4 separate regions of the Mus musculus genome follow, and regions 1, 2 and 3 are each linked to region 4. A link is a contact called in public Hi-C and promoter capture Hi-C data. All regions are on one chromosome and are shown on one strand. The core of a region is the stretch at or near the end of the contact, and the rest is flanking DNA. Distances in the headings are between cores, read along the strand shown.

Region 1 (2,700 bases), core at 89-2,588, 540 kb after region 4:
GAACATGTTCTTACATTACTACTCACTAGGATCTTTCTAGCTTAAAAAAAAAAAAAATAAACACCACACAAATGAAAAATCCCCACACAAACGAAAAATCTTATAATGTTTTAGCCACTGTTTAAAACAGGTAAAACTTAAGAGCAAACAGAATTCCAAATGTCCCTTCCTGTTTTTTTTTTTTTTTTTTAATCTGAAAAGGGAAGAAAAGAAATAGCATCAACGCTTGTTACAAAAATATGGGGGATCAAGTTTACAAGGTCGTGCCTAAGGGGATATAGAATATCCTGACATGGCATCAGTGAGGTTAAGATTCATAGCCAGGACACACTAGGTGTAATGGGAACAAACATAAATATTTTAAATAGAAATCTTGTAAGTGTGCAACATACAAGGCTGTTACTTCAATGTACAGAAATAGAATCCGAAGAGGCAGTTTGCCAGTTATGCTAACATTTCCTAAGATCAAACTTCCAGCCTGTAAATCTAATCCCCCGTGACTCTCAGGAATGAGGACCTCAAAAGGCAGGGACGATTTCCATTCTCTTGTGAGGAGACAGGAGAATGAGGGAGGCGGCAGAATTAGGAACTTTTACGAAAGACAATCTATTGGACAGACCCTTAAAGTGAAACTGTGGAACAGGGAGCGAGAAAGGGGAGAAGGAAACAAAAAGAGAAATGAAAAAAGACCAGAAAGCGGTAAAAAAGAGTTCGTTGTAAGGATGGTGGAAGTTTGCAGAGATGACAGTGAGAGGAAAGAGACAGACACACAGAGCTAGAGAGCGGTGAGGGAAAGACCGCGAAGCTAAGCAGAGGGGACGAGGCGGGCTCGCAGGGGTGTCAAGGGGAGCCAGGAAAGGCCGCGGCGCGGCTGGCCCGGAGCCCGGGAGCTGCAGGTTGACAGCCGCCGGCCCGGCAAGGGAAGGAAGGCGGGGGTAGCGCGGCGGCGCGCAGACAATAGGGTCAGCGGATGGCAGGGAGCGGGACGCCGGCCGAGAGCAACGCGGGCGCGAGCGCAGCCCGGGGACCCGGCAGCTTCCAGGCCCCTCCGCCGCCTCTTACCGACTCGGCCTCGTCTCCGCACAGCAGCCGGGCCGTCCGGGGCCGAGCCGGGGCGCGTCAGGGAGGCCAGCGCGGGCCTCGTTCGAGTCTGCCCGGGCAGCAGCAAGGGAGGGAGCGGGAGCCGAGTGAGCCGGGCCCGCGGCGCCGCGTCGGCCCGAGGAAACGCGGGAGGAAGCCCTCAAGCCCACTCCGGCTCCGCTACCATCGCAGCCGCCGTCGCTGCCGCCGCTGCCGCCTCCGCAGCCACCACCGCCGCCGGCCAGCCCTGACGCGACGCCGGCCGGGGACGTCAGCCGCCCGCGACGCGCCGGAAGCGGGCTGGGTTGAGTCACGTGGTACGCGAGGGCCGGGCTGGCGCGGCGCAGCCGATTGGAGGACTATTCTGGGGGTGGGGCTTCGGCCAGGCTGGGCTACTTACACATAGAAAAGACCTGGGCTCTAGATTCCCCTTGGTGGGGTCAAGAGGATGGTGGCCTTTTGTGATTGTTGCTGGTTTCTAACAAATCCCACTACTTGACACATTGGGCAAACTTGTCAATGCACCACACACTTTTCACCGTGTCTGTTCTATCCCACGTTAAGGACAGACACAATGATCTGTATTACAAAATCAGAATTGTCTCTTTTGAATGGATACTTTGTCACGACACTCTGCTATAAATATATCACATGACAATCAAAACTGCACACTTATACTACTTTCCAAATTCAGAAATCTTTATAAAACAAATAAAAGATTCTTAAGAATCTTTAAAAATTCCTAAGAAGTTTAGGGTACTAATAGAACAAGTCTTCACAATTAATAGTATAGGACTACCTCTGTTGAACACCTACCATGTACCAAAGTCTATATTAAGCAGGAGAATCCCTATCCCAACTTTGAGAAGATCTACAAGTTATCATTCAAAGTGCTACTGAGAGAAAACATCTATTTTTTTCCCCACTCCATCACTCTGCCTCCCACGTTTTAAAAGTGCATCACTGCATACAAATGACACTTATATTTATCTTGCTTCATCGTGTACAGTGAAAATAGAAATGTTTTCTCTGACTTTCAAGAGATTTGGTAAATTGAGAAAATCTTCATAATCATCCTTTTATTCAAAAGACATTCATTCAAGAAATATATATCTAATAGTTGCAGAGTTATACTGAGCTTAGTGATGCTACAAACAATGCGAATAAGACAGTTCTGAGATGATATTTGTCTTTATGTTCTTCTTTTTAATCCTCTGTGGTTCTCATTGGTCCAATACAATTAATATTTCTATTATTTCTAGAATCTTTTTTCTGTCACAGGCAGAATTATACTTTCCACTTTTAAAATATTATGTACGGTTATTTAATTTGCTGTAAAATTAGAATACAAGTAAGATCACACACACAAGAAAATGCCAATGCAAGAAGACAGTTCTAAAATATTTTTGTCCCCCAGTACTGTGATTTACAATGTTTGCAATAATTACTGTTTTAGCAGTAGAAGTCCTTGATACACTAGGATGACTGTAGGAATTATGGATCACCTAAAACAAACATGCAATTTAAAACAACACTTGATTTAAACAATAAAATGTATAATGTTGTCAAATAAAAAACATATATTTATAAATCAGGATCATTTGTTTCAGAGTCTAATCT
Region 2 (2,700 bases), core at 61-2,560, 950 kb before region 4:
ACCCTGCAGTACATCTTCACAGCTGCCAGCCAGGCCCAAGGCCAACATTCCCTTGCTATTTCCTTAGCTGGCAGGCTTTCCTGTTTTTGCCTTGTCCTTTGTGCGGACAATGGGGCCCGTGAAAGCCCAACTAGGTCAGATGGCTTCTCTACTCACCATTGTCCCATGGCTCCCCCTTCCTGAGGAGCACAGAATCCTGAAGTTGTCTTGTTCCTAGGGATGCTCTTTGACCACAGCTATCCCTGATTATCCTGTAGCAAAACGGCAATGCTGCCCACCCACCTCTGACTCTATCTCCATCAGCCTTCATCTCTGCCTTTATTTTTCACCTGTCTCTCTATAGCATGACTGGCCCCTGACCAGAATGTGTGGACCAAGAAGGTTCTGCTTTGCTCACTACTCAGCTGCATAGCAGCACAGCACCTAGAATACTGTTTCACATGTATCTGTTAGGTACATGGAGAAGAGATGAAGGCACTAACGTAATGTATGAGACCTGGTCTGATATGTGATGTCCACTGTATTCCCTGACTCCTCAAGACTTCATCAATAGCTCACCTGTCTTTCTACCCCATAGCCTGAGCTTTATAAGTTGTGTGCTACTCTGAGTTTTAAGTCCTGCCATGGAATGATCACAGAGAAAGAGAGGCTGCCCTTTGGCTGCATCACTGGACACTGGAGCCACAGACCAGGTCTCTGCAGTCTTCCCCATGGGGACCACATAACCACCACCATTCCAGAGTGCCCGTTTCAATTTGAGAAGAACACAACAGCGGCAGGGTATATGTCGTGTACCTCTTTTCAGCCAAAGGATGGGAAGTCTGCCCAGAGTTTACTGGGACAAATAGTCCTCAGAATGGGGATTGGAAAAATGGAATAATATGCATCCATTGTCCTCACCACACACTGCACTTCAGAGTGCACAGGCTTTGCTGAAAGCTAGCTTACGGAGAAGACAAGATTGCTGTGTGCAGTGCAGGAGGTAATCTCTCTGTATCCCAGGGGATGACTCCATCTGTCCTTCCTCCCCCGCGGCAGGGCCAGCCTGCGGAGACAATGGGAGGGAGGATAAATGGCCACATTGTAACTTATTTGATTTTGGATGGGTGGAAGGAAAGGCTTGATGTAGGGTGTCAGTGTCTGACATGAGCATGTCAGGCGCTGTGTGATGAGATAGGCAGGCACTTTTGGTTCCAGGCAGAGAGAAGGACAGGCGGGCACCCCTCCAAGGGGGTCACAGTAGGGACCAAGTGCTGGAAGCAGGGAGTGTGGGAGGATGCTGAACGGGGTCATTTAGTCACAACATGAATATTAATGAATGGCTATGAAACACACATGGAGCCCAGCCATGGAGTTCAGCACCATTCAGCTCCTGACTCTTCTTTGCACTGTGATAATAAAAGCTCCATTCGGCTGAGGATGGGGAGAACACCAAGATGACTCGCATTTCCTCTTAATCATCTCCAGGGATAAAACATGAACTGCCCATGTTGTGTTCTTAGCTGCCAGAGGCACTCCAATGGGATGGGATAGCTTCCTTTCCAGTGGCATCATTTTTTTTTTTTGGTCTATGTCTCTTATGTCCAGTTATTCTCAATGCCTGAAGGACAATCTTTGCCCTTTTGCTCTGGTGTGCCTTACTCTTGCAGGTCCCTGGTACGTGAAGCTGCTTGGCATTAAAATTTTCCAGAGCTGGTGATATAGCCTTTACTCTCACTCTTTCTGTGCAAGGAATAATATTCACAACTCCGATCTCTTGATATAATGTGTTGTTGGTAAAATGGAAGGGAAAGAGAGAACAGGATGCCTTTTGTTTATTTCAAACACCCCCCACCCAGCCAAATCAACACAAAATGGAAGGAATAGTCTGTTCTGCTGATAAACATTATTGTAACTTCTCATGAGTATATAGGGACATCCTTGTGGATGGATAATCAGAAACTGAAGTTCCCATTTAAGGTTGGGTCTCATACATACCTGCCTTTCTTTCTTTGTCTTCAGTACATTGATACCTTCCTGATGCTCCAGTTCCCAGGCGGTTTAGCTTCTCTGACCTCCAGGTTCTCTCCACTTACAGCTCCATTTTCTTTATCTCTTCTTTTCAGAACCCCACCTTTATTGATAAAACTTTGCTGGATCAAATGGCTCCCCACCTAATAGAGCTTACCTTCCTAACAGGGGTGCTCCTTTCTCAGCTGCAGAGACTCTGTACCCAGAGGGAACCAAGTCTTAGACTCTGCGGGAGCTTAGCCCTAATTCTTACTTCGTGGCTTTTTTAGTGGAATCCAGGAGAGCACTTAGCTACTGAGATATCATCAGAGGCAGACAAATGAAACTAGAATTAGATATATTAGGGAGTGTGCCCATGATGACTTCTAAGCTCTCTACCCCATACCATACTTGTGTGAATGGCTTTGGGGTTCTGAGGTTGTCAGTTAACAGATTATCCTGCTTCTTGTGGCTCAGATTTATCTCTTTACAGTTTATTCTGCCCCTTCAATGTAGCACCTGTGATATTCAGACTTCTCTCCTTCTGCACTCCTTTCTCAGCAGCCTCCAGTGTGTGTCTTTATGACCAGTGATGGCGAGGCAGGTGGGGACCTGTGTAGAGTGCTGATAGCAGATACCTGTCCTAGTTTGATGAGGTTAGTGATATGGTTCAAGGCACTGAGCTCCTCTTGGAGAGGTAACTGTTGTGGA
Region 3 (2,700 bases), core at 29-2,528, 640 kb before region 4:
TTCTGAATAGTAATGGTTTAAGGGCTTGGAAGAAAAGTAATTAACAAAGGAAAGGTATGGACATAATTTGGGAAAAGAAAACTTCAGTGGAGTGGCTTTGAAGGTGCCACTCTGGAGGTCATCATATTTTTCCTGGAAGTGTGGGTGTAGTTTAAAGTAACAGTTCTCATCCTGTGGGCCGAGACCCCTATGGTGAACTTCTATCTCTAAAAGTATTCATATTACGATCCCAAACGGTAGCAAAATTACAATTACAAAGTAGTAACGAAAAATAACTTTATGGACTGAGGCCACCACAATATGATGAACTGTAAAAAAGTCTTGCAGCATCAGGAAGGTTGAGAACCACTCATTGCATTAAAGTTATTCTTTTTTTTTTTCATGATTTAAATTGTTCACATTGCTTCCCCCAGTCACCTTCCTCTCCTCCAATCCCAGTCCTATCAAATCCCTCCCCCTAAAAGCCCTCCTTGGGTACCACCCTACCCTGGGTCTTCTAGTCCCAGCAGCACAAAGCACCTCCTTGCCCACTGAGACCCAACCAGGAGTCCGGGTAGGGGAAGGTGATCCAGTGGCAGGCAACAGATTTAGACACAGTCCCCTGCTCCAACTGTTAGGGGACTCGCTCACATGAAGACCAATCGATATATCTTCTGCAAATGTAGGGAGAAGCCTAGACCCAGCCCTTGCATGCTCTTTGATTAGTGGTTCAGTCTCTGTGAGCCTCTTTGGGCCCATGTTAGTTGACATCATAGGTCTTCTAGTGGTGTCCATGATCTCACTGGGTTGCTCTGTCCTCTCTCCCACTTGTACACAAGACTCTCTGAGGTTAGCCATGGGTCTCTGCATCTGTTATATCCACTGATCCATGAAGATACTCAGGAGACAGTTATGCTGGGTTCCTGCAAGAAAAGCAGAGTATCATTAATAGTATCAGGAGTTATCTCTCTCACGTGGGACAGCTCTTATGTTGGGCCAGTCAATGGTTGACTGTTCTCTCAGTCTCGGCTCCATCTTTATCCTTGCAGATCTTAGAGGCAGGACAAGTTTTGGGTTAAACACTTTGGCCTAATCTTAACATGAAGACAATGAGGGAGCTATTATAAACTCATGTTGCAATAAGAGATATTAAGATGCAGGGAGGTTCAAGGGCTGGTTATCCAACTTGCAAGTACTAGCAGTAGTTGAATGGTCCCTGGAGCCAACACCATGGAAGGCTGAAATGAAATCCTTGGGCTCATTTCTGCAGTGACTCACGAAGCTGAAAATACAGCCTCCACCCATCTGCTCACATTGATTCCAAATGTTCTGAGTTCTACACAAGAAGCGTCAGTGCCGAGCCCAGGAGATTTGAAGATGAAAGAGATTTCGCTTCTTTTATGAGTGATCTCATTTCATGGATCATTCCAGCATTCAAACTGGGGATGAGAGCAGGAGGCCCAGAGTGATTAACAAAAAGTGAGTGGTCAGAAGGCCTGAAGGGAAATACAAACAAACAAACCCAAACCCAAATCCAATCAACCAAACAAACACCCCTCCTGCCAAGAATCTTGGTGAAAGCTTCTAGAAATTATTTATCTAATGGTAAAGTAGGGAAGCAATATTTTGCAAGATGTAAGCTTGATGCTGTGAGGCCCAATAAAACATTCCAGGCCATTAAAAGATAGGACCAAAGCAAACCGAACCACAACAAAAATGGAGCAGAAGATTAGAGGGCTTTGTCCCAAGTTTCTTTACATCTCTCAGCTCTCACTTAGAAAAACACAACTAACAAACCAGTTGGCTCCCAGCTCTCCTTCAGTACTCAGAATCAGAATTTCAATGTGAATATGACAACCAAAAAGGATTCCTTTTGACATCATCCCCACCAATTTGAGGTTTATTTGCCCCAGGCCGATGACAGATATAGCTATATCCAGTGGGTTCTGTGGTTTTATGAGGGTGTTCTAGTGAGGAATGCTACTCTAAGCACCCTTTCAGTTTTGCTCAGATTGTTTTTATAGGGAAAGTTATGAGTCTTGGTAATTGCTAGAGTTTACCCTCTACGCCTCCTCCTTAGATGTGAACATAGGCTTCTTTGCCTTCTTAAATTCTTATCACGGTCGCTGTTGCATGGCATCGTCCCTTGGTTGCTAGGTTGGTATTATTTATGAGCTAATGACAGAGTAATAAATACTGTAGTAAATAGTTGCACGGTGACATTTGCTGAACCAAAGTTACAGGCAGCTGGAGATTGTTTCCATGCAAAATTGCTTTCACTATTCTCCCCATTATAATGATCTACAGCCTAGATAAAAGTACCTCTGCACCCCACCCCAAATGCATCACCATTTCCTTGTAAGATCAATAGACCTTCAGTAGGAACCTGTCCATTCATATTGTGCTATAGGAAGCTTTTGACAGCCTCTATGGTAAACTCAGGGAGAACCTTCCCCTATCTGGAATGAGTGTATTTTTAAGTTTTTGTTCAGATTAAATTAGCTGCATTTATTAATTCATTGTGTGAGACAGTTAGTAGGTTTCTATCATGAGTGATACAGTACCTCTGCTTAAAGAACCTAAGTTTTTAAGAAAGGAAGAGAAGCAAATATAAACAATTCAAAACACACATACAAACACACACACACACACACACACACACACCAGAGAGAGAGAGAGAGAGACAGAGACGGAGACACAGAAAAAAGAGACAGAGAGATA
Region 4 (2,700 bases), core at 101-2,600:
CACTTGGGTGACTTTCTCCTTATTCAGTCCAGAATAATGTCACCTATATTCAGGAGAGGTCTTCCCAGCTCAGTTAAACCTTTCTAGAGAACCTTTTTCATAGAAATCCTTTTGAAAAAAAGAAAAAAACATGTGTGTGTATGTGGGGTGTGTGTGTATGTGGTGTGTGTGTGTGTGTGTGTGTGTGCATGTGAAGGTGCCTGTAGAGGTCAGAAGTGGGCATAGATCCCTCAGAACTGAGATTACATACGGGCCTGTGTATGGTGTCCAATGTGGGATCTAGGATTCAAACCCTGATCCTCTATAAGAGCAGTCAGTGCTCTTAACCTCTGAGCCATTTCTCCAGCTACTTCCTTCTGCATTCATAAGATTTATTGTGCTTCTATGGAAATTCTAAACCTAGTCAATGTGACAAGGAAAAGGATCCATCACACCCGGGTATACTACGCACAAAGGCTGTTAGGCGATAGCTCCGTCTGGGATGGGCCAGCCAAGTAGAGGTAAAATGGAGAGGCATGGGAGCTGCCAGGCTTGGTTAGAGTTGTCCTAGGGATCTGTAAGGCAAGCAGTGAGGATCCGGTCTGAGAATATGGATAGAAAACGAGTGCTTCTCAGAGACCAGTCACTTGCAAAGTTGAGGAAAGCGAGGAGGTGTGAGACCTCAGGCATTTAGGGAAGCCATTCTGGCTGGGACCCTGAAACCAGGAAGCTTCAGAAAGTCAGCACAGAACACACCTACCTTCAGCCTTAAGGTAGTCCTTAGGCATGTCCTCCGGGGCAGTGTCAAGCCACCTGCAGCCACCACCACTAAGGTAGGACAGAAGGAAGGCCTCGGCTCACTCTTCTATCAACCCAGACATCGACTAACAGACTCCAGAGCTGTCTGAGCAGTGCATCACTAGAGGGGGAGGGCGTATGAAGGAGGGTAGGTAAACCCCCTCACTGTGGTAGACAGTGACCCAATTGGGGGTCCCGGTCAGCAATAAACAGGACTCCCTAAAAGTCCTCGGCTGGCATATAGCAGTGATACCTTTGTGTAGGACTCAACCATTTTAAAAGCAGACAGCTCCCTAGCTCTTGGCTGCCCCTTGCTTTGACTTTAACCACAAAGTTCTAGAATTCACCTGGAAGATTTCAACATCTCCAGTCTCCCAGGCTTCCCAGACAGCTGTACTGAGCAACATCTTCAGGGAGGAAGCTAGTCACCAAGTGTCAACAGCAGATGCTCTGAGAAGTCCTCAGCTGCTGGTGATAAGTGGCCCAGGAGCCTGAGCAAGCGGCATTCCCCTCCACCGGCGAGCCCCAGCCAAGAGCTTTCCAGCTCTGACTCACTGGGCCGTGGGTTCTCCAAATGAGGGATTAAAGCAGAAGTGAGGCACACCCTTGTATGAGAACACAGTAACCCCAGATCCTGCTCAGGGGATGCAACTTTCAGAGCCAGCATCTGCTTCCTGGAATTTCTTGCTTAGCACAGAGTAGATGTGCCAGAGACAGGAAAGGAAGGGCAGGGCGATGTCTGGGCTTTTCATTTCCAAGTCTGAGAAAGCACCGTATTTGAGGGGAGGAGCAAGTTCAAATTCACGGTTCAGTTCCTGGGTGCGTAGATTCAGTCAAAGGCTTCCCCACTAAGCCTCAATCCCATCACCTGTGCATTGGTGATGAAGATAACTCATTTCCATGCATGTTAGATGCCAGGAGGCTCTGCTTGTACTTTCTATAGACCCTTAAAGAAGAGTGACCGTTCTGCCTTATGGAGCAAACCCAGCAGAGAGGTAGAATGACCTACACAGGGCCTATCACCTGGGAAAGGTAGGCTCAACATTCCCTAGGCCTAACTGACGACAAAGACTTGCTCTAGTCAAAGCCCAGTGCACGGGACTCATCAGAGGTCTAACAGGTGGCAGCTAGGACCCTGAACTGCAAAGTACAAAGAACCAGTTGGCCCCATCCAACCCTGGGGCCCAGTGTTATAAGGGTGATGGGCCTCTCCTGGGGGGGGGGGGAGGTGTACTCTCACAGGCTCCAAAGGGCAGTACATTCGTACGCCTAAGCATGGGGGAAGGGAATCGGAGGGACAGGCAGGTGGAAACTGGAAAGTAAAACCACTGTGGAGAAGCCCCTGGGCAGTCAACTAGCTAGCTGCTAGCTCACTGGGTCAGCCTCACTGTTTGGCTATTTGCTGTATCTCTAGTTCTGGGATCCCTAACACACACACACACACACACACACACACACACACACACACACACACACTGTTAGGACCACTTTCCCCGGGGCCTCAGAAAGCACCGAATAGTCAGGTGCCACCACCTAGAGGAACTGAGACAGGGTGTCCCTGGCTTGTATTCTTTAATGCCTGGTATCATTTGGTCCTTTAAATAAACTTGCCCTTGAGACAGTCCAGCCATCTTGGGGTACATTGTCCACAGGAAGCATCCGGGATTCAAGGAATAGAAACAGCCACGGCTGGTGTTATTTACACTCGGTGCTCTGTGCTGGTCCCCTTTATGCCAGTCATTCTTCCCACCTTGGCCTGAAGCAACAGTGTTTTAGGAAGCAAGGATCAGAGAAGTTCAGAGTCTGGCTCACAACGCACAGGAACTGTGTGGTGTGCCTTCTATGACTGTTTTTACTCTGGTGCTGTTGGCCAGGCTCCACTGAACACTTTCCATAAGAAGACTAGGTGGCACCAAATAGCCA

The links. Promoter capture Hi-C pulls out the DNA fragments that hold promoters and counts their contacts. Hi-C and Micro-C count contacts between places; a contact is called where the count stands out from the background.
Region 1: a contact with region 4 is called in a promoter capture Hi-C map of hematopoietic stem and progenitor cells. The contact joins the promoter of Phf20l1 here to the enhancer-like site in region 4. A contact is called at or near these places in 4 of 39 promoter capture datasets (the C10 cell line, hematopoietic stem and progenitor cells and neutrophils), 5 of 115 datasets of contacts at active chromatin or transcription factors (cardiomyocytes, double positive thymocytes, extraembryonic endoderm stem cells and 2 more) and 2 of 9 other capture datasets (embryonic stem cells and liver).
Region 2: a contact with region 4 is called in a Hi-C map of bone marrow-derived macrophages, with 4 times the contacts expected there. The contact joins two enhancer-like sites. A contact is called at or near these places in 3 of 39 promoter capture datasets (the 3T3-L1 cell line, the C10 cell line and pre-B cells), 1 of 15 datasets of contacts at CTCF or cohesin (large pre-B cells), 7 of 484 Hi-C or Micro-C datasets (LSK cells, bone marrow-derived macrophages, embryonic fibroblasts and 3 more) and 1 of 115 datasets of contacts at active chromatin or transcription factors (bone marrow-derived dendritic cells).
Region 3: a Hi-C map of uterus shows a contact between it and region 4, with 5 times the contacts expected there. The contact joins two enhancer-like sites.

What each region holds. Positions count from the first base shown.
Region 1 is chr15:66,576,210-66,578,909 of GRCm38.p6, reverse strand. It overlaps Phf20l1 (PHD finger protein 20-like 1), which reads right to left and starts at 1,338. Exons shown (of 21, transcript NM_001081409.1): 1 at 1,063-1,338.
Region 2 is chr15:68,069,956-68,072,655 of GRCm38.p6, reverse strand. No RefSeq gene overlaps it. Among named protein-coding and RNA genes, the nearest start is that of Zfat, 190 kb to the left of the region's middle. Within about 2 kb of position 1,310, at least 46 of the 459 cell types and tissues checked have an H3K27ac peak or open chromatin away from gene starts, as enhancers often do. A contact at or near this core is called in bone marrow-derived macrophages, where this site is marked.
Region 3 is chr15:67,757,994-67,760,693 of GRCm38.p6, reverse strand. No RefSeq gene overlaps it. Among named protein-coding and RNA genes, the nearest start is that of Zfat, 500 kb to the left of the region's middle. Within about 2 kb of position 1,278, at least 12 of the 459 cell types and tissues checked have an H3K27ac peak or open chromatin away from gene starts, as enhancers often do. A contact at or near this core is called in uterus, where this site is marked.
Region 4 is chr15:67,115,556-67,118,255 of GRCm38.p6, reverse strand. All of the region lies in intron 3 of St3gal1 (ST3 beta-galactoside alpha-2,3-sialyltransferase 1), which reads left to right. Among named protein-coding and RNA genes, the nearest start is that of Gm31400, 53 kb to the left of the region's middle. Within about 2 kb of position 1,350, at least 148 of the 459 cell types and tissues checked have an H3K27ac peak or open chromatin away from gene starts, as enhancers often do. A contact at or near this core is called in bone marrow-derived macrophages, hematopoietic stem and progenitor cells, neutrophils and 3 more, where this site is marked.